Regions from separate parts of the Mus musculus genome. Here all the other regions are linked to region 1. The links are chromatin contacts, called in public HiChIP or PLAC-seq and promoter capture Hi-C maps. All regions are on one chromosome and are shown on one strand. The core of a region is the stretch at or near the end of the contact, and the rest is flanking DNA. Distances in the headings are between cores, read along the strand shown.

Evidence for each region. Promoter capture Hi-C pulls out the DNA fragments that hold promoters and counts their contacts. HiChIP or PLAC-seq counts read pairs in DNA pulled down with a chosen protein or histone mark.
Region 2: an H3K27ac HiChIP or PLAC-seq map of embryonic stem cells shows a contact between it and region 1, with 9 times the contacts expected there. The contact joins the promoter of 2810001G20Rik here to the promoter of Zfp286os in region 1. A contact is called at or near these places in 3 of 39 promoter capture datasets (the 3T3-L1 cell line, hippocampal neurons and liver) and 3 of 115 datasets of contacts at active chromatin or transcription factors (SST interneurons, embryonic stem cells and large pre-B cells).
Region 3: a contact with region 1 is called in a promoter capture Hi-C map of liver, with 2.0 times the contacts expected there. The contact joins the enhancer-like site here to the promoter of Zfp286os in region 1. A contact is called at or near these places in 9 of 39 promoter capture datasets (the 3T3-L1 cell line, 3T3-L1-derived adipocytes, hippocampal neurons and 5 more).
Region 4: a promoter capture Hi-C map of hippocampal neurons shows a contact between it and region 1, with 4 times the contacts expected there. The contact joins the promoter of Hs3st3a1 here to the promoter of Zfp286os in region 1. A contact is called at or near these places in 7 of 39 promoter capture datasets (the 3T3-L1 cell line, frontonasal cranial neural crest, hippocampal neurons and 3 more), 1 of 15 datasets of contacts at CTCF or cohesin (the NIH/3T3 cell line) and 4 of 484 Hi-C or Micro-C datasets (cerebral cortex, cortical neurons and embryonic stem cells).
Region 5: a promoter capture Hi-C map of hippocampal neurons shows a contact between it and region 1, with 3 times the contacts expected there. The contact joins the promoter of 9630013K17Rik here to the promoter of Zfp286os in region 1. A contact is called at or near these places in 1 of 39 promoter capture datasets (hippocampal neurons) and 1 of 9 other capture datasets (embryonic stem cells).
Region 6: a contact with region 1 is called in an H3K27ac HiChIP or PLAC-seq map of embryonic stem cells, with 4 times the contacts expected there. The contact joins the promoter of Hs3st3b1 here to the promoter of Zfp286os in region 1. A contact is called at or near these places in 6 of 39 promoter capture datasets (the 3T3-L1 cell line, cranial neural crest, hippocampal neurons and 3 more), 1 of 15 datasets of contacts at CTCF or cohesin (embryonic stem cells), 7 of 484 Hi-C or Micro-C datasets (B cells, cerebral cortex, cortical neurons and 3 more) and 2 of 115 datasets of contacts at active chromatin or transcription factors (embryonic stem cells and forebrain).

Annotation. Positions count from the first base shown.
Region 1 is chr11:62,754,590-62,758,153 of GRCm38.p6, forward strand. Zfp286os (a long non-coding RNA gene) reads left to right here and starts at 2,231. Exons shown (of 3, transcript XR_879919.3): 1 at 2,231-2,516. It also overlaps a transcript of Zfp286 not described here.
Region 2 is chr11:64,078,158-64,081,295 of GRCm38.p6, forward strand. 2810001G20Rik (RIKEN cDNA 2810001G20 gene) reads left to right here and starts at 1,327. Exons shown (of 2, transcript NR_033780.1): 1 at 1,327-1,620. Cox10 (heme A:farnesyltransferase cytochrome c oxidase assembly factor 10) reads right to left here and starts at 1,315. Exons shown (of 7, transcript NM_178379.3): 1 at 1,179-1,315. The coding sequence starts at 1,221.
Region 3 is chr11:64,046,086-64,049,486 of GRCm38.p6, forward strand. The region is part of intron 3 of Cox10 (heme A:farnesyltransferase cytochrome c oxidase assembly factor 10); the gene reads right to left. Among named protein-coding and RNA genes, the nearest start is that of Gm51866, 15 kb to the left of the region's middle. Within about 2 kb of position 1,591, at least 33 of the 459 cell types and tissues checked have an H3K27ac peak or open chromatin away from gene starts, as enhancers often do. A contact at or near this core is called in liver, where this site is marked.
Region 4 is chr11:64,434,024-64,437,591 of GRCm38.p6, forward strand. It overlaps Hs3st3a1 (heparan sulfate (glucosamine) 3-O-sulfotransferase 3A1), which reads left to right and starts at 1,309. Exons shown (of 2, transcript NM_178870.5): 1 at 1,309-2,603. The coding sequence starts at 2,044. It overlaps F930015N05Rik (RIKEN cDNA F930015N05 gene), which reads right to left and starts at 2,651. Exons shown (of 1, transcript NR_028445.1): 1 at 1-2,651.
Region 5 is chr11:63,962,863-63,966,291 of GRCm38.p6, forward strand. It overlaps 9630013K17Rik (RIKEN cDNA 9630013K17 gene), which reads left to right and starts at 1,364. Exons shown (of 4, transcript NR_131111.1): 1 at 1,364-1,412; 2 at 2,953-3,067. Cox10 (heme A:farnesyltransferase cytochrome c oxidase assembly factor 10) reads right to left here. Exons shown (of 7, transcript NM_178379.3): 7 at 1-1,666. The coding sequence ends at 1,260.
Region 6 is chr11:63,920,082-63,923,707 of GRCm38.p6, forward strand. It overlaps Hs3st3b1 (heparan sulfate (glucosamine) 3-O-sulfotransferase 3B1), which reads right to left and starts at 2,203. Exons shown (of 2, transcript NM_018805.2): 1 at 1,253-2,203. The coding sequence starts at 1,806.

The DNA of each region.
Region 1 (3,564 bases), core at 981-3,480:
AGCGGGAAGAGGCAGTTTAACCAGGGGAGGTTTACGGAGAGAACAGGCTAAGCACAGGTGAGTCAGAATGAGTCAGACAATGAGGAGCCAGTGCTGTACCAGGAATGCTCGTGAACCCTCAAAGGACCACCAAGGAGCCCATTCCAATGTAATCGAATTAGGGTCTCTTTATTTAAGCTTAAGCTTGGGCCACACTACCATCTCTGACACAGAAGAATGGGAGGAGGCCCAGAGCCCAGTTTCAGGCAAGCATTTATAGAGGCAAGAATGGGGTATTAGCCAGGTACACATTTGATTAGGAGGCCATTATGGCCTTTAACATAATTGGCTGGTGCTGAAAGTCAAATCAGAAACTTAACTTCTGTTTTCCTCCTGATTGGTGGTTGTTAGGAAGTGAAGTGTCAGGGGCAGGCTTGTAACCTGGGGGGTGTAGATTTGTTAGGGAACAACCTGGAAACTGGTGCTAAACTTAGGTCTTGTTGGTGGATAACCTAGAAACTAGTGCTAGATGCCTGTTTGTTAATTAGCTTGAGTTGAACCTTAGGTCAAGTTCTCTAAGATGGAGTCTGAACCCAGAATATTTGTTCTCTCACCAGAGGACCAGAAGAGATCGACACAGTTAGTTTGAGGCTAAACAGCAATTCAGGAGAAGCCCAGAGAAGCCAGTGTGAATCAGTCAGCTCGGAGAGGAGTTTGAGCCAGAACAGCCGAGTTAAACCACCCAACCGAGTTCAAAAGGAACAATGCCAGCTATTGCCACTGCTCTTGGTTGCTTCCAAGAACTTGACAGCGAGACCCTAGTGCTGAAAACACCATACATTTTGATTATTAGAACATGGAAAAATCAGGTCACCATAGATAGCAAAAAGGTCACCAGATGTCAACAATATCCACTCCAAGTCTTCTGGGGGTGAAAACCAGGTTTTTATTTCCTGCATTGAGGAGGTGCTCGGGTGTGTTTAGCATTCCTGGCTCCCTAGTGCTCAGTGGTTACACGGGCCTTTGTCCCCCCAACAGAGAGCACTTTCTTTTACACATAATAACTTTTATTGGGGTGGCCCCATTTTTTATAGGTCAAAAAATGTGGCTCTGGTCTCAGTTGAAGGAGTGTGGGTGAGGCAGAGAAGCTTCGAGATTCCAGAACAGTAGATGCCCCCCAGACAACGCAGCAGGCAGGAACCAGTAGACCCCGACTTACCAGGGGTCCAATTGCAAACATCCCAGCAGCCATCTCTGCTTCTGCTTTCTGAAAGGGTGGCTGTCCTGCCGAGAGGAATGTAGGGAAGAGTGGTAAACCGTGCAAACCAGTCCTGCCTTAGAAACTTCAGACTCACCACGCAGGAACCCTGAGACAGGGCTCCCATGAGGGAACACAGGGATGAGCCCCATGAAACACAGGGAAGACCCCTGCAACATCAGTGAGATCCAACTTGTCTCTCCCCCCCGCCCCCGGAGATCTAGGGTTCATAAGATTATTAAATGTAGTCACAGCTGGTTGGTCTGACATTGCACAAGCAACTTTAAAAACACATTCTCATTTAATCTTTACACTAATCTGATGGGCATTATTATTCCAATACACAAAATTTAAAAAGTTCTCTAAAGCTGTCTCAAAGAACAAAAGTGGCCAGTGCTAACCACCCTTGCAGCATCTTATCCCTTTAACCAAGACACAAGCCACACAGCTAGACACAGTGTTTAGCCTGTTTGTGACCTGAAGTTTCCAGAAAGAAAAAAGAAAAAAAAAAAAAAAAAAAGACACACCTGTGTTAAAGATTGTACAAACAAGGCGGATCGATTAATAATAAACTTTAGTGATTCTGGAGAACTGGAATGTTGTAGCTCTGCACCCTTTCTTCGTCTACCTGAGTTTGACTTAACATCTACTCTATGAGTATTAGGTAAATTCTTTTAGAAACTACAAGAGTTTCTTCCATCTACTGCACAATTATCAACAGACTTAAGGAGAAACCTCACTTGTGGTTCCCGTATCAGTGCATTTAAAAGTAAAGAAGGAAGGGTGCACGCTCTGGCAGCGCTTACAGCACCCTGGACCAGTCCAGCATGTCCCAACCAATGCACATTATTCTATTCCACGATCGTGCCAGGGAATGACAAATGGCTTAAAAAGGGATCATTTGAAATGGCTTAAAATCAGCCAGCCAGTGCAAGCTGCCCGGTGAAGGAATGCAGCTCAGCTCTCAGGCTAAGCCATCTCCGGTGAGGCTGGCCTTGGATTGTCCACCCTCCTCTCTGACGCGGTCCGCTGCTCCGGCCCGGGTAGGGCTGAGGTCTTGGTGACGCTGCAGCTCTGAAGCTCCGCTCCACCAGAGGGCGCAGGGGAGACCTACAGCATCCCGCCTCTGTGGCCCAGGCCGCTCTCCTCAGGGATGGGAGGGTCCGATAGGCTAGGTCCGGATCGGCCAGGCCGTGCACTCACGAAGGGAAAGCGCACCCCCGTCTGCACCCGGGCAGAAGTACCTGGCGGCCGCTGTGTGCCCGGCAGAGGGCGCTCGGTGAGCACGGAACCGCGCCGCAAGGCGGCCAACGTTAACCTTCATTCAGAGACTCTTCATTTAACCTTCCTCGCGATTAAGAACAGTTTACTGATTATCAACCTTCCGCGCAATCTAAGAAATACAATCACATTGGAATGTTTGTGTCTAGAGGCCACGGCCGTGTCACTCTCTAGCACTAGGAACCTTTGGCAAGATCTTTTCTAAGGTCACCTCTGTGTTGCTAAAGAAAGGCACCCAGAGAGCAGAGAGGCCACCTATAAAGTCTCAGAAGCCAGGAGAGTTGGTGAATGTCCACACTTTGCTTGGCTTTGAATTTCTTGATTGGAAAACTGGCGATATCTATCTACACTATCATTTTTGGTTCTTTAACTTTCCTGACAGGGATGAAAATATGCTAAAGGGGTCTGGTGCCAGCCAGTGGGGAAACTTAGGTCCGGGAAAGAGATTTCACACAGTTCTGACATCATACCGGTCCATCTTCTTTCTACAAGAGACTGGATCTTTGATGATGGACAGGTTCACACTTTGACCAGTCTGGAAGTGTATCCTGGGACTCAGGAACCCAGGAGCCACACTGCTCAGAGGGGAGAAGGTTATCCCGATGGAAGAGCATCCCGAGACACCCGGCCCAGGAACCACACAGCTCTGAGAGGAAGTCTCCTCAGCAGAGGCATTGCAGCTCCCAGGAGAGGGTCTCCCCAGCTGAGCCGAGTTGCTCACGAGGCTCACTCAGCCTTGCTCCCCTTTTCTCATTCTTCCCTTCTCTTCATTGCTTCTTGGCTGCTTCTGATAAGAGAGTCCCACCAGACAGCAAATCTCAGGAAAGAGATCTAGTGGAAGGATGAATCCAGGGAGACGAGGGACAAATCCAGGGGTGGCTGCCACTGCTCCCAGGAGTGGACAGCAAGAAGTTGAACCAAGAGCAGGGTTTACACAGCTAGGGGCGGAGCTTTTGGGGGGCGGGAGGAGAACCCCCACAGAGATTTCCGGATTGAGGATTGGTAGGATTTCAAGTCCTGAGCTTGGGGGAGCTCAGGGATTGGTG
Region 2 (3,138 bases), core at 77-2,576, 1.3 Mb after region 1:
CAAGTACTGCCCAACTTTGTCTCTTCTACCCACCCTTCCACTTCCTGCCCTGGTTTATGAGCCAGAAGGTACCTTTGAGATCACCTAGCTCAGTTACCTTATTATAGACGCGTAAATGTTTCATTAAAGAAAGTCAAATGATCTGCACTGGGATCATACAAACGCACGGGAGAAAAGAGCTCTACAGAAGCACAGTGATCACCACAGTCAGCCAGACACAGTGGGCAGTGTGTAAGTGACAGGGAGGCCTACAGGATGGTTCTGGGCTGTGAGAAGGTACACAATGGCTTCCACTATCTTGTCTGTACTATAGATCACTTTGCCACCATCCATGGATACTAGTCACAAAACCAACCTCCTCTTTAAAATTTCTACCAGCACAATCTCATTCATTCACAAATGACTGAGCATCACCAATGCACATAGGCATTGCTCTGGGCATGAGGGATACAGTGGTGAACCAGGGAGACAGACTATCTTTACTTTCACAAAGTGTTTCTCTTACTGGGAGGAACACACTAAATTGTTGCACATCTGTACTGCAGGTGTGAACAATTACACCGTGTGTTATTCATGATAAATTAATATGATATAAGAAAAGAAGGATAAAGACTCCTATTTTAGTTAGAGTGCTAAGGTTGGCCTCCCTGAAAAGGTAAAATATAGGAGCTTTTCAAGAGTTTGTGATAAACACACATCTGTCAAAAGTCCTTCTGATGGAAGGAGCCATACTGATGGTACAGCGCTGGCTCAATGGGATTCAGTTGGCAGTTATCATTATCATGGTGATTAAGGTAACACTTTAAGCTGGAAGACAGCTCCTTAACGGGGGGGGGGGGGGGGGGGAGGTGCGCTTCTTGTCATTAAAAGGCGGTGGCCAGGAACCGCGGCTCTCATGTGCCAGGCTTGTGGAGCCCCATGGTTTATCCTGTCCCTCCATCTTGCACTGTCTGAAACTCCAAAGAGCACGGGATATCAAGCCTTAGGGACCACCTGGCCTACGGTGCAAAGCTGGTCCACAATACTTGGCCTCGTCCCTTCAGGTGACCCTAAAGGTCACCTCCCTGCCAAGTGACAAGCCAAGGGCTTCCAAGGTTGCAGGCGGCCGGCAACACGGTACCGCACATGGCAAAAAAGAAAACAATTCGTCCACGATCATTCCCAACCGGGTACAATACCTGTGAGGAGGCGCGAGGAAATGGTGTGCGGGGACGCGGCCATAACGTACTGGTGCAGCAGTCCCCAGGACCCCAGGACGCCTCTCACCTCACCGGCTCCTGGGCGCCGCCATCTTGCTAGCCCGCCCTCTGAGTGAGGCGGGACTTCCTCTTGTCACTTCCGGCTCCCAGCGCTCTCTGAAAGCTAGGCTAGCGGAGCTTATAAAGATCGGATGGTAGAGCTTTCGCTTTCCCCTCAGACGCTCCAGATGTAGACTAGGTGAGCTCTCTGCCCGGGAGGGACAGATCGTCGGAGCCCGCGGGCGGAAGGCGAGTCGTGGCGGGGTTAGGGCTCTGGAGTCCGGCCCGGCCCGGCAGTCCCCTGAGCTTGAAAGAATTGAATGCCTCCTCAGTTGTCACCCAGGCTGATCTTGCGCAGGCTGTTGGCTTCTCGTGGAGTTTGGTAAGTAAAAAAACGAGGAAGAAAGAAACTCATTAAAAGAGCAAAACATGACTTACAAGGGCAGTTTGTGTTTGCTTTCAGCGATGAGGTGAGATCTCTGTGGTTCACCTCAGGTGCTGATCAGGGGCCACTGAGACAGGAGTTTGTGTAAGAGCACGCACTGTGTCTCTGCAGCAAGAACTGGTCATGGTGAGCGTCATCCCGATAGGGATAAGGTAGAAAGCGCTATGGAATGAGGTTAGCATTTCTGTGAAGTAGGCTAAAGAAAGGCTTTGAAGAGCCAACTTGCTGCTCAGTAGAAGGAACTGTGAGAGTTTTCCAGTTTACCAGGAAGACAGAGCAGAGAATGGGATTTTCTGAGGCCCATCACAGTTCATCACTGTGGACCTAGGATAATGGTTGTCCCCATCAAATTAATCTTAGACTAAGGAAGAAGAGGATGGATTTCTGGTGAATAACTGAAAAGTTAACAACTGTTCAATCCACTGTTTTTCGAGCACTTTGAAATGCTGTGTTAAGTGAAATATTACAAAGTACAAACCTTAAATCAACAAATGAAAAGCACAATTTGGGATCTAATCACACCAACAGTGAGTGCTGCTTAGGGGAGGCCTTCTGCTTTACAGCTATCTTGGTTAATTAGACCCACTGTTCCTGGAACTCTGATCATCATAAATAAGTTAGCCCTTTACAAACTAGATCTCAGATACCTAACTCAATGGTTACATGGTATGGAACCTGAGGGCTAGAGAGATTGCGTGATTCAAACTGTAGATTGTATAGCAGTCTACTGTACTTCCTATCTCTTTATAGTTGTCTCTTAAAATTTGTGTTATAAAACCAAAAAGTGATAGGACTGTACACCTATAAGATGGCTATAAACAAAATTAATCAATAGCAGGAGTTAACAAGTTAGTGAAGAAGTAGGAATCCTGATACATTGTTTATAGGAATATAAAATATTGTAGCCACTTTGGAAAAGCAGTTTAGGTGTTCCTCAATAAGTTAAACACAGCGCTACCTCCTGACCCAGCTGTGCCTTTCCCAGGTATATTCCCAAGACAAATGACAGCATTCATTCACTCATAATATCCCAAAGTGGATATAACTCAAGTTATACATCAACTGATATTCTGTGACATATCCACATACTGGCCTATTTGCCATGAAATGAAAATAAAGTGCAAATACATACTACAACCATGAAAACAATACTAAGTTGAAGAAATCAATCACAAAAGGCCATGTATTAGATAGTTTCCATGTGTATGAAAATTCCAGAATTCTTAAGTCATTAAAGAGAGGCAGTAGGTAAGTAATTACCTGGTGCTAGTGGGAGGAGTAGAGAGAAAAGAGGAATGTCGCTGGTGGGTACAGGGCTCATTTAGATAGAGAGAAAATGAAAATAGTCCTAAATTGATTGTGGGGTGGTTATACAACTTTCAATATACTTAAAACCTTAGTGTAGACAGTTGATACCAATTTTGTAGATGTAAAATTTTATGAAGATAGTTGTAT
Region 3 (3,401 bases), core at 341-2,840, 1.3 Mb after region 1:
CCTGCTCCTTGGGAGGCCCTGGTGTTTACTTCTTTGAGTTTACAGAGCTAAGAAGAGTCTATGAGAGGCATGGAGGTAAGCAGTAAGAATTCCCCAGACGATTCTTCGATGGTGAGCTAATCAGGAAAGCTTCAAGCTAGCACTGCACTGTGGAGAAAGGAGAAATGGAGAGTGTGATCAGATACACAACACAATAGGGAGATGGGGATGCTGTGTGTTCTACACGGATGATGTGTACCCGGGGGACACGGGTACTGTCTGAAGACACTGTGTGCCTGAATGTGCAGGTGCACACATGCACTGAAGGTCAGAAGACAACCTCTTCTGTTGCTTCAGTATAGGTGGAGACAACGTGTATTTTAGAGACAATGTTCTATCACGGCCTAAGACTTGATAACTAGGCTAAGCTGCTGGCCCATGAGGCCCCAGGGACCTTCTTGTCTCTGCCTCTCCAGTACTCAGATTACTCAGTACACCATGTCAGGCTTTTTCTCTCTTTTTTTTTTTTAGATTCTAGAAGTAAAATTGGGTCTTCCCAGTTGCTGAATGAACTACCTTCCCAGGCCTGGAGCTAGTTTTGGTTGCTGTAACTGGGGGAAGAGAAGATGCTATTTTCTGGAGAGCAAAGGCTATTGTTCTTCTGCCTATCTTTCAGTGAGTACACAGGAAAGCCCACAACAAACTTCCTGTCTGCTCTAACTAGAAACTCTAACACCCTGATCTAGTCCAATCCATCACTACTGGAGCTTCCTCCCTGACTGGTCTCCAGATCCCACAGTGCTTCTCTTTGGAATGAGCTGGGCACAGATCACAGCCCCTCACCTCCAACGGAAGTGGTTGAAATTGTACCTGCAATAACGCTCAAACTCTCCTTGGCTGTACTAAAGCGCGTCCACTGCTCCTCAGCTGGCTCACCACTGCCCAGTCACGTGGAGCTATGTACTTCAGGGTCCTTGCTCTCTCCCTCTTTGAGCTAGCTCCTTCTCCTTCTTTGGGTTCCATTTAAGATGTCCTTCCTAGGGAGACCATCTCTGGCCATCTCATCTACAGCAGGCCAGTCCAGAAGCTCGCTCCCGAGATCATCCTCTGTTTCCTACCGGCACTCACCACACAGTGACTCCTCACAGAAATGTAAGCTCCATGAAGACCAGAGTCCCGTGGGCATAGTTCCTGCTCTATCCTCAGTGTTGTCACCATGGCCAGAAGAGAGGGGTATGTACTGGAGGCACAGGAGGGAAGGTGGCAGCTGCCAGACTGGACTTTATGTCATTTGGTAGCCAGCTGAGAGTCCCTGGGAGTCTATGCAGGAAGGAGACCCACTGTGAAGTCCAGTTCCAGGCCGTGCAGGGACAGGGAAACAATCTACCAAGTGACCGCATTGATCCCCTGTGAATGAGCACAGGGAGAATGCGCAATGGGAACACTAGGGTTGTACGGCATTAGAGAACTGTCAGAACGCCGTGCGCAGGAGAGGGGGGAAGACAACAAGGAAGAGGAAGGAGAGTGTTTGCACGCAGGCAGCGTGGAGGAGAGCACAGAAGAGCACAGCAGAGCACAGGCGATGAGCTGTACATCAGGAAATGTGCTGCTTCTGAGGAACCGCAGGGCACGGTGGGGTGGGGTAAACATATAGACAAGGCACAAAACAGGAGCTCAGAGGAGACACTGGGAGACAGGAGCACAGGGCAAAGGGGACAGAAATCATGAGCAGTGTGTGCCCGAGAAGGTACGTATAAAAACCCTCAGACCATCACAGCTTGAGGGAAAGCATGGAAGATCCACAGGCTTGGAGATTAGAATTATGGAGATGGGGTGCACTCCTGAAAGTTACATAAGGGAAGGGAATGGGGTGGGACTACTGCCTCCAAGGGTACATGCTAGAGAAGGAAATGGTATCCATCGCCTACAGCTTGTCCTTCAGTCTAGTCTCATCAGAGGCTTACAGAAGTCCTTCAGTTTTACCATATGGACAAGCCCTTTCCTAATACCTGGATCACATACAGTTTCCCTGTGTGTGTATGTGTGCACGCACATGCGTGTGCGTGCGTGCAGATACATGCACATATATAGTATAGGTCACAGGCTGATGTCCAGTGTCTTCCTCACTTCCCAGTGTTCTCTCCACCCCTCCCCTGCCTTTTTCTTGAGCTAGGCTTCCTCATTTAACCTGAGACTCACAAGTCAGCTGGCCAACAAGCCCTGGGGATCTTCTTGTCTCTTCCCTCCAGTGCCAGGACCCCAGGCATGCACCGTCACGACCACTTTTACCTGGGGAATGGGCATCTGAAGTCGGGTCCCTGGCTGGTGGAGCAAATATTTTGTTTACTAGGCCATCTCCTCAGTGTGGTCTCTTAAATTTCTATTTTTCTTTAGCTGTGTTCCATGTCAATTTGAAATGTAAAACAAGTATATGGGCTAAGAATACTGTCTATGCCAGCCAGCTTTCTGTGACTAGAACAAGCACGTGAGAGAATCAACTTATGAAAATGACAGCAACCACTCATTACTGTGGTAGAATTTGGAACCTCTAAGACCTTTCCAGAAAGGGTGACACACCAACAATGAATATATCTGTTGACTCCATCAAAGCATCCCTCAAAGGAGAGTCTCTAACAGCACGCCTCTTGGGCAAGAGGCCCTTCCTTTGGCACAGTGGGTGCAAATGCAGTGAGCATCTGACATTCCCTTGGCAGGCAAAGGACTACAGAGCAGAGAAGCCAGGGCAGGGCTGAGGGGGCAGGCCTCTATGAGGGCTACAGAGACAGGCAGGTCAAGAGATGAAGGAACAAAAGAGGCTGGTCAGACACTAGAGGCACTCAGCGATCCCTCGGCTTGGGGGACAGTATACCTGTCCCCTAGACACAACACTGCACGTCACAACAGGTGCACATGACGGCGTGGCAGCAGCTAGCACCTGGCAGGACCTGGGACAGTACAGCAGGCTCAGCATTTAGACAACATTTATTTCGAAGGAAACATTCTGGGAGCAGTTTTTTAGCTCTGGTTCTGTAATGACTTATGCTCCAAAGACAACTCCATGGTGATTCCAGGCCTTGAAAACGACTGTTGTGTCAGCTACCATCACAGTAGCTGACAAAGTACTATAATCAATGAACTGTCAAAAACAAACAAAAAGCCTGAAGACTTTGCCTTGTTTAAAGTTGAAAAGGGTATACAAGCGTAAGAAAACTTCAGATGGGCAGCGATGCACGTCTTTAATCCCAACACTTGGGAGACAGAGGCAGACAGATCTCTGAGTTTGAAGCCAGCCTGGTCTACAGAGTGAGTTCCAGAACAGCCAGCCAAGGCTACACAGACAAACCCTGTCTGGAAAACAGAGAGAGAGGGATGGAGGGAAGGGGGGTGAGGGAGGAGGAAGAAGAGGAGGAAGAGGGAGAGAG
Region 4 (3,568 bases), core at 59-2,558, 1.7 Mb after region 1:
GGTGGTGGAAGAGATGGCTCGGCAGTAAGAGCCCTGGCTGCTCTTCTAGAGGACCTGGTACAATTCCCAGCACCCACATCTAGGCTAACAACTGTCAGGAACTCCAGTTCAAAGAGATTTAGAACTCTCCAGCTGGCACCAGGTACCCACGTGGTGCACAGACACACATGCAGGCAAAACAGCCATACACATAAAATACAAATAAATGAAAAATTGAAAACAAAACCACCACAGAGTAACAGCCAAAGAAAGCAATCAAACCTTCAACATCTCCTGAAGATTTTACTACTCACCTCCCCAGGAGCCAGCAAGGGGCAGATTTTACCTCTTTGTGACTTGCTTTGGGGGCATGGGAAGGGTATCTAGGGGTCAGGGGAAATAAGAGAAAAAGGAACCCGTTGTTTAGGGAAGGACTCTTAACTCTCAAAGAGTGAAAACACATTCACGCATGTGGGTGGTGCACATATGCAAAGTATTAAACTTTATCAACAACTGGTTATACGGATTTGGAATTGTACTTATTATTTTTTAAATATAATTTCTGTTTTGGTGTATTTATTGATCTAGTTTCTAAGGGGTTCCTTTCCAGGTCCTATGAGACTCTTCATCTTTTTAAATAAATCCAAAGGAAAAACAAGCAAGCAAGCAAACTAACAGACAGACTTGTAAGGGCCCTCAGTGGACAGGGAAGTAGAAGGCAAGTCTGTACTGAAGCTGTCTCTTTGCCCAGACAAATGGGGGCGTGGCCTGCCAAGAACTCTTGGGAACAAAACTTCAGAAGTCTCTGGGATGAGAGGGGATGGGATGGGTGGGCTGGAGAAGGGTAGGAATACAGAAGCTGGGACCAGAGGGAATCAGGAAGTGGGGATCTGGGGGTGTTAAGGCTGCTAAGGACTAAGCTGAGCTGGAGAGGTCTGAGAACCCCCAATCCGGCAAGGGGTGGACTGGCTGGGCGTTAGACTCAGGCAATCATACAGGCGCTGTCAATCTGACAGCGCCCAGAGACCTAGGGGTGGAGGAGGAGGAAGGAGGAAAGGAGAGAGGGAGTGCGAGGAAGGGGCGTCTCCTCTGTCGTCCGCGCCCTCTCCAGTGTATTGGGCGGTGCCTCGTCACCTTTTTTTTTTTTTTTTGTCCCGGTCCCACCCCTTCTGCCTCTCTAGCCCGGCCCCTGCGCCTCTGCTCTGCACCCTAGAGCGGATCCCCGCGTTGGTCTGGCCTGGGCCGTTGACGTCACCACCAAGTTTGCTGTCCTTCGCGTCCCACGTGTGGCGGTAGCGGCTGAGGAGGCTGCGGGGAGAGCCCAAGAGCACAGTGGCAGCGGTGGCTGACAGGTCCCGCACAGCGGGGCCCCTCCAAGCTGTTCCCAGCTGGGGCCCCAGAGGAGTGGGTAGACTTCCGGAGCGCTCAAGAGGCCAGAAGGCTTGAGTCCCATTCGGATAGAGGGACTAGGGGGACTTTGCTTGCTCGGTTGCTGAGACGAGCTGAGCCAGGACTCAGGGCACGCTCCTGGGCGGGCCAGGAGAGCAGAAGCTGGAAAAAGGGTCACTCGTTCTAACCGGAGCGTACACAATTCTTCGGCCCGAGAGTCCTGCGCCCGCTCCACGGGGGACTGAGCCAAGGATGTGTTATCGCTGAGCCAAGTTCCGCACCGCTCAGGACCCTGCTGAGCCGAGCACCTTCGCCACTGCCGCCGCAGAGACTCCCTTGCCGGGCGACTCTCGGAGACCCAGGGCGCGGAGCTCTGCGCAGCTAGGCTCAGGACTCGGGCGCGTTTCAGACCCAAGACCATGGTTTCTTAAGCACGGCCCCGCACCCCTTTCCTCCTCGTCGCCCGAAGCCCAGGACCCCAAGAAGGGCTCGCAGTGCTTGGTCCCTAGTTCCAGCCCCTGCTGCCGCCCAGCGGGGCAGCTCTCAGGCACGCAGGGCGGCTCAGGCGATGCGGCCGCGGGGCAGCACGCTGGCTGGCAGCGGGGATGGCGGAGCTCCCAGCACAGTCGTGGCCTAGCATGGCCCGCTCGCCGTCCGAGGTCGCCTCTGGCTAGGATGGCCCCCTCGGGTCCCACCGGCGCCCAGCCCAGCCCGGCGGAGCCACTGTCGCGCAGCATCTTCAGGAAGTTCTTGCTGATGCTCTGCTCGCTACTCACTTCCCTCTACGTCTTCTACTGCCTGGCGGAGCGCTGCCCACCCGGCTCGGGCCCCGTCGCGGGGGTCCCGGGGCGCGGCGTCCCTGCAGGACCCAGGGAACTGGCGATGTGGCCCGCGGGAGCGCCAAGGAAGCGCCTCCTGCAGCTGAGGCAACGGAGGAGGCGCGGGCGGTCGGGGCCAGGAGACAGCAGCGACCAGGAGGAGCAGAGCCCTGGGCTGGCCGCCGCACCAGGAGGCTCCGGGGCGGGAAGCAGCGTGGCCGAGGCCCAGCCGGGGACCCTGGCCTTACTTCTGGACGAGGGCAGCAAGCAGCTGCCGCAGGCCATCATCATCGGCGTGAAGAAGGGCGGCACGCGGGCGCTGCTGGAGTTCCTGCGCGTGCACCCCGACGTGCGTGCCGTGGGTGCTGAGCCCCACTTTTTTGACCGCAGCTACCACAAGGGCCTCGCCTGGTACCGGTGAGCGCGGGGACCCCCATGGGTACTTCTGAGCGCTGGCTGTGCAGAGGGGGAGACTAGGAAGGGATGGCAAAGGGGGAGCAGTAGCTGTTCCCATCTTGGGCTCCCGTTCTTCTCCCTTGGGGAGGGGCAGATGGAGAGAGGAATGGAGATCTTGATTTTAATTGTCAGGGCTCCCCAGTTCCCCAAACATCTTATTCCTTGAAATCGCCCTAGTAATTAGATAAAGGAAAAGAAAAGGAAAGAGGAGAGTTTCCTTTTAAGTTAGAAAACTGTTCCTCATTACTGGGCTTACCAAGGGAAGCCTATGTCTATTCCTTTATCTTTGGGGTAATTCCCTGTGGTTAACATGGGTCTTTGCTCCGGTATTTATTTGCCTTGACCCTTTGCCAGATAGTTGTCCAAGGTGGTAAGTCATATAGAAACTTAGTAAAAGTGTCAAGAGTCCCTGTAGTTTGGATAATCTATGCCTCATCACGTGCCAGCAACGACTAACTGGGTTTTAAAGAACACTTTGTTGGTAATACTATCAGCCTGACAGAAATTTTTCTAAAGATCTCCTAACTATTATCTTTACAAATAAGATAGTTAATTTTAAAGGGGGGGGGGAAATCATGGGAAAATGCGCTGGATACAATTTAGGAAGTAAATGTTATTTACAGGATAAGCTGATTTGCCAGTGTCAAATTCAGATCACCTATAATATCAGAGTTAGCCAAACTCTAATAAATTCTAGCGTGGCCTGGATTTGGTTTGTGGTAAAAAATACTGATTTATTTTCCCCTCTCCTCCAAGTTCAAGGACAAAATTCATATGGTTAGAATTTTCTCATTTTTATAAAGTTCAGCCTGTTCATAAAATATTCATTCTCATTATAACTGAAACAATATTAGAAAAGTTATGACACAGTTGAGGTACACGTGGAAGGAACCATTCATAAAATACAGACAGACATGATGTGACGA
Region 5 (3,429 bases), core at 114-2,613, 1.2 Mb after region 1:
GCTAAGCAAGTGCTCTCCCTTTGGTCACGGCCAAAGCCTTTCTTCCACATTTTGAGAGGACAGTCCAAATTCAAGAACCGTTTTCTGTGTGGCTTAAAGCCCTGGAGGGAATCCTGACGGGGCCCAGCACCCTGGGAGATCAAGGAACTCAAACTCTGGCAGCTCCACAATTTTAAGGCAGCATTGCTCTCTAGCCCTGGGGAGTACGCAACAGTCCGAAGACCTACAGGTCCCTGCATTTTACACCAGAGGCCATGGAGTTCCAGAGCTGGACCCATGGCCACTAGGAGCCCTGCTGCCCTCTCTGAACACCACTGGGCACGGAGGCCAACTTCTGGACTTAGGAGGTACCAGTGTAGAAATGTGGTTTGCACGAAAGAGATAAGTGAGCATAAAATGGTTGCTGACGCAGCTCACCCTCTCCCTCAGGTTATGCTGAGTGATGCCCTTCCAAAAGGAAATGCTGAGACCATGCCTGAGAGCATGATGAACACGTGGCATATTTCCTGGGGTTTCTGAACTCCTGGTTTGGGGTGGGATTGGACGTGGTGGTGTGTGCTGGCAATGTGGCCAGGGATCTGCAGGCAACCGTTTGGAATCCCCACTCCCAGTGGGCAGCCCAGGCCAGGTGTTGTGTTACTTCAGGGAATGTGTGGTTGAGAACACTGGTAGGGTAGAGGAAGCTAGGCAGGCCCCATCTTACTGGCAGAGAAGGGGTGCTGTAGCCACACTATGTGTTCTTCTGAGGAAGTGTGTGGGAGCTTCCAGATGCGGAACTACAGAGGTTGGGTCACAAGCACTCACCTGTTTGAGCAATGACCACAGTGGCCTCCAGGTGGTGAGTATGCACGCGCGCACGTGCGTGTGTGTGTGTGTGTGTGTGTGTTGGGGGCGGGGCTGGCCTGGGGTGGAGGGAGGAGGATGTGCATATATATCATGTGGGTGAGAGAACACAGGGCTGGAGGGAAAGATGCATAAAGACTTTCCAGGAGAAGAAATATTCTTTTTTTTTTTTTTTTTTTTTTTTTTGTACTGACCCCATATGCTAGTCCCTTTCTTGTTTGGGAAGCAGTTTGGATATTAATATTAAAAGGACTGGGAAGTGACGACACAGCACCAGATGATCTGCCACCAGCTGACACCATCCAACTCTCTTTGCCAGAATCACCAAAATACGCTTCCTGCTGGCCCAGGGCAGTGCTGTCCGTGTGTCTGTCTGCAGGTGTCTGCTCTCATGTTCCCCACAGACCGGCTGGCTCTCAGCTCGGAGCCTCTCCCTTGTCCCCCTCCTGCCCGGGCCGCTGCTTACAGGTGAGCATGAGCAGCAGGAGCAGCGGCAGGTGCCACAGGCTGCAGAAGAACAGTTTCCTTGAGCTCCTGCGGTCTGCGTCCACGTAGAAGCGGAAGCCGAGGTAGGAAATGTACAGGTTGATGGGGAGGGAGATGACAGGGAAGACCCAGGTGGTGATGTCCAGGACCGGGGCAGCAGTCGACAGAGCAATCAGGGCCAGGCAGTGGCGCAGTGCCACCCGCCGGCAGAGGGCTGGATGGGTGACGGACATCATACAGTAGCCTCCTCGGGAGTAGTCTTCACGGAGGCCCCAGCTCAGGGCATTGAAGTGGGGGAATTGCCAGGAGTACAGGATCCCTCCCAGAAGAAGCGCTCCTGTGAGGAGGGGTGGGGAGAAAAGGGAACAGTTAGGTGTCAGCGGCCATCTCCAAAGCAAGGCTCTCTCAGCCTCAAAGTGAACTCCTCAGGAGGCCTGTGCTCAGGTGGCCAGCAATCTGTCTCAGCCCTCCTGTCTTAGTGTGCTTTCTAGTGCTGTGATAAACACCGCGACCAAAGACAACGTTAGGAAGAGTTTGTTTAGAGGTTTCAGCAGGGACACAAGGGGGAACCTGGAGGTGGGAACTGAGACACCATGGAGGGCCACTGCTCAGTGGCTGCCTAACATGGCTTGCCCAGCCTGCTTTCTTAGATAGCTCAGGACCTCCTAACCAGAGGTGGCACTGCACCCAGTGAGCTGGGCCTTAACATATTAATTTGATGATGATGATGATGATGATAATGTCCCAACAGAGCTCTCTACAGTCCAATCTGATGGAGGCATTTTCTCAGTTGTGGTTCCTCTTCTCAGACTATACTAGCATGCCCAGTAGTACCCTTCCCAATGGAGGGATTCCCATGGGAGAGGACTGTTGGAAATAACGAGAGAGGCACTTTCTAGTTCAAGAGTCCTGGTACCCGTTTCAGTGACACACACAGGGCACTTATCTTAACACGGAGTTCTCTTGGGAATTGGAAGGCAGGCAGGGAAGGCTAGAGCAGCTGAAGGAGCAAATGGTGGTGACGGAGACTTCTTCGTGTTTTGATGGGACAATACAGCTAACTCTGCGACTGTCAGGTGGTGGAGATTCTCAGGGCACAGGGTGGCCTTAAGGACCCTGAGCTTCATGTTTGGGGAAGCCGTAGTAGATCTCACGAGCTGTCTTGGACCCTCAGGCCTTGGGCTGAGTATGATATACAGTAGTAATGACAGCCACAGCATGGGGTGGGGTTATGACAAGAGCAGGAAGTGTTCTGCCAAGGAAAGCTCATTGTGGTAACAGAACCAGGGCATGGCTGAGGGGAGACAGGAGGGCCCAGGGGAGGGATGGTAAGGCTCAGAGCTCCAGGTGGGTTTTATTCTAGAAATGACTGAGCAAGAACAAGCTTGACATGGTGAAATTGGCAGCAATGGGGACTCTCCCTCCAGCTCTGCCCCTCACTGTCCCCTCAGCCTCTGGTGTGCCAACTGCAGTAGTCTGTTGTGCAACTGAAAGTTTTGGCTGTGCTTCGCCTCAGAACGAGAGCGCTCAGACAATAGCTCAGTTCTGGAAAAGGAGCAAGCTGCTGTCTCTGAGAGGAAGTTGGTAAGGGTTTGGCTCGTGTCACAAATGAAATCTCTTTAGGATCCGCTGCTTAATGGACTGCAGTGGGAAAACCACCCACAGCTCTGCCTGATGGGCTTCAACTGCTGCTGCTTGGGAAGAGAAGAAAACAAACTGCTTTCTTCATCAAGATAAGGTGAGTTGGAGCAGGACAGACCGGGTCAGCTCAGGGCTGTGGTGGGGCCCACCTTCCTGGTGGGACGGACAGAGTGCTCTGCACATCCCCTCAGCCTCACTCCTCCAAGAAGCCCATTTTTATTGGGCCCGCCTGTCCTCCCTGACAGCAGATACCAACTGCCTGCCAGAGGACAAGGTCTGTTTTGGGGGGTGGGTAGGGGGAGGGGGGTTAATGTTTCTCTGCTGGGCTCTGGCCAGGGAAGGAGACAACACAAATGGAGTTGCAGACTGTGGGAAGTAACACCTTAGGGACAGAAAGGACTTGCAGGCTATAGAGAGAAGGCACCTCACTTGTTCTGGGGAGCAAGGGATGGCCCCTGC
Region 6 (3,626 bases), core at 953-3,452, 1.2 Mb after region 1:
GGAGGGGGCGAGAGAGGCTGGGAAGGAAGCTGCTTTAATCCTCAGGGTCAGGCCCTTTTATTTGCCACGCCATCCGTGTCCTAGAAAGTATGGTCGAGGCAGAGAGCCGGGTTCGGTTCGTGTTTCTCCTTGTTTTCGGAAATCCTGATGCTCTTTGAAAGTAATTGGGTCTGGGGGGAAAAAAATCGAGGGAGACGCTAATGCTGGGTGATGACCTAAAGCGCTGAGGACCCGGCTGGGTTTCCGGAAACTGGGGTGTGACCCCTCCAGCAACTCACACCAAACCAGCAGCCCGGGATGCAGTGGGCAGAGGTCGTGAATGTGACCCGGGAGCCTCGGTCCCTTTAGAACTGGGCTCACAGCCGGAAGCCACGACCCCGAAACAACCCTCATTTCTCAATCAATGGCCCAGGGATATTCTTTGAGGTCGGACATGTACCAGGTCCGCAGAAATACACGTCCTTGTCTTGGCGCTCCCAGCACCGAGACCGGGAAGGCGAAGCGGCTGCGCCGGCAGCGCCTCGGGCGCCCAGAAGCCTTCAAAGAGGCTGCGCGCTGCAGTGCGCGCCTTTGCCCGACAGGGACCAGCACAGCTCCACGCCCGGCGCGCCGCAGCCAGCAAAGTCGCGCAGCCTCCCGGTTACCCTCCCTAGCACAAGCGCCTCGCAAGCTGAGCGGGTCAGACCCCCTTCGGGTTGCGGCAACAAGAAGAATTGTAACAAAAAGTTAGACTCAAAACACCCTTGGCTCTGAGCCTTAGCCTGCGCCCCTCTCCCCATCTGGGCAGCAGAAGCGACTCTAGCAGTTGGTGCTCGTTAAAGGCTGTGACCCAGAGGCGCACAACACTCCTCCCCGCGTCCCTGGCTGCAAGAGAGACAAAATCCTAACCACTCCGAGTTATTCGCGTGGGATGCGGCCACAGCCAAAAGGTAACCGGTTCCTCCGGCGCTTTCCCAGTAGCTGCCGGGTGGGTGTCTTTGTGGAGAGATCACCTAAATGGTTCTAGGGCGCAGCATACCAGCCAACGGTGCCAAGCTAAAAGTTTCTGTAGGTGGCTGTCTCAGCCTACTCCGGAGCATCTGATTTCTCCCCAACTGTCCACCAGCAATGTGCGGTCGCACTTTGGTCCCCGCCCGCCCTAAATTGACGGAAGTTGTACCCCTGCTTCCCTCCCCACCTGACGCGCAACGGCCGGTGGGGGCTCACGGTCGGGATCACGGCCGGCGCAGCGGCCCCTGGAGAGGAAACTCACCGGTACCAGGCAAGACCCTTGTGGTAGCTGCGGTCGAAAAAGTGGGGCTCGGCGCCCACGGCGCGCACGTCGGGGTGCACGCGCAGGAACTCCAGCAATGCCCGCGTGCCGCCCTTCTTCACCCCGATGATGATGGCCTGCGGCAGCTGCTTGCTCCCAGCGCCGCTGAAGAAGCTGGAGATGGGACTGGGGGAGTCCGGCGCCTCTGGACTCTGCTCCTCCTGGCTCCCAGCGCCTACTGTCTTATCCTTGCCTGCAGCCAGCGAATTGGCCGGAGGTGCCCGGAAGGGCATCTTAGGGGATGTCTCATTCGGAGCTGTGACCAGGGCTGGCTGAGCGTGAGTAGCGCGGGACCCCGAGCCCAGGAGCAGCAGGCCGGGAGCGGCGGTACAGGAGCCGGCGCACGAGTACAAAAACATGTACAGCCAGATGCAAAGCATGGCGAAGAGCAGCGCGAGCTTCCTCCTCACCGGCGGCGGGGGCGGCGGCGGCTGCGGCAGGAACCGGCCCGGGACATCGAGACAGGACCGGCCGCCGCTCAGGCGCTGCCCCATACGCGGCCCGCGGGCGCGGCCAGGGGCATGGCTCAGCACATGGCAGGAGTCCCGCCGGAACAGAGAGCACCGCGACGGTCCCCTGCCACTTTGAGCCCGGAGTGATTCGGTTTATTGCCCTCCTGCGCGCGCGGCTGCCGAGGCTGCGGCTCTTCCCCGGGTGGCGGCGGCGGTTGCAGCGGCGACGGCTCTTGACATGATGCCCACGAGAAGCCGGGGTTGGAAAGCTAAGTCCAGGCGACGGGAACTGTGAGCAGACGCGCTGTCAGTTACGCTGTGCCCCGCACTCAGTAACTCTGGACGGGGCGCACGACAGCTCGCCGGGGCTGCCTCCTCGCAGCCAGGAGATTGAGAGCAGCCCCGGCGCTTGCCCGCTGAGGCTGCGGCGGAGAACTGCGCAGGAAGAGAGCCCAGCACTGAGGTGGAGTGGGCGGTCCCGGCCTTCCGAGTGACGGGCTGCGCTACCTACCAGGAGGCGCGAGCAGCATGCAAATGCCGGAGCTTCACCCAAGTCGAAACAGCCAATCGTCTCTCGGAACGTGGGGGTGTGGAAAGGGTTCGCGAAGGGGGGTAGAGCAGTATGGGGTTGCTATTGGCTTCAGAATTCAAGGGGCGGGTTCAGGGAGGCGAGGCCATCGGCTGGTGACAGGAGCAGATGGTGAGGATGCTGGAGTGACCCAACGCTGAAAGAGGTCCCACCCGGTTGAGTGGCGCTCTCTTATACACGCGCGCTTTTCCACACTCGCTTCTGAGGCCAGTCTTGGCTATAGTTGCCTATGTGACAAAGATGCCAGTCCTCATCCAAGGGTCCCGCCATCCGGCTCCTGAGTGTAAAAGCTGCAGAAAAGAGACAGGGATGGAAGAGGGAAAGCCGACCAGACGTGTTTCCAGCCCCACCCGCAAACCCAGTTTCATAATCGGGGCTCAGGGAAGGGCCTCCAACAGACCCTGATTTAGGAAGTTTAAGTAGGGAAAACCTCGGCGGAAGTCACTAACTTTCCCGCTCTCTCAATATTGTCCAGAATGGTCTCCCTGTGCCTGGCGCTTAATAGGGACAGACGTAAACACTATCTCACTCTTTCCAAACTCTCCTGAAAAGGCCTGGGGGGTGAACAGAGAGAAGGAAGGTTGTTTAGTTTAAAGACACTAGTTGAAACTTAAAGTCACATGTCGGAGTTTTATATGGGTATCTGTTCCTTGGCATCATTAATTTGATAGATGTTCTAACTTCTTTCTCTTGAACAAACAATTAAGCCGGCATCCGCCCCTGCTTAGAAGATTGGTTGGGTTTCTGACCTATGACTCTGTACTGAATCCTAGGCGTTTTCCCCCAATAACTTTTTTTTAAGTCGAATGTTGATATGGGGTAAATTCAGGAGTAGTGACTAGCACTTATTTAATGGTGAAAATCCACTCCGAGGCTTCCTTGTTTCGCACCTTTGTCCAGGGGGGCGGCCCGGAAAGGGGTCTTCTCAGAAACTGTCAGCTCTGGTGAGGGAAGCTCGGGCGCTGATGCCTGGCCAAATTTCTGCGCTGGCGATCGGAGTTAGGAAAGTCGGGATGGGGACGTTCACCCAAGTGGCGGCTTGAGAGCCTTTCGGTGCCTGGAATCCATTTTCCGCAAGACCGAAAGGCCTCCAACGCCAGGCTGCGTGCGGTTCCGGGACAGAATTTTCATTCCTTCCGACCCCCGTGCAGGCCGCGGGGACGCAGGAGGTGACTCACTCTGCGGCCACAGGCGCCTTGCACTTCCCGGTGGGCACCGGCGGGCGAAGCGGAACCGATCTTATCCTTTCTCCCTTTACTCAACTATTTGAGAC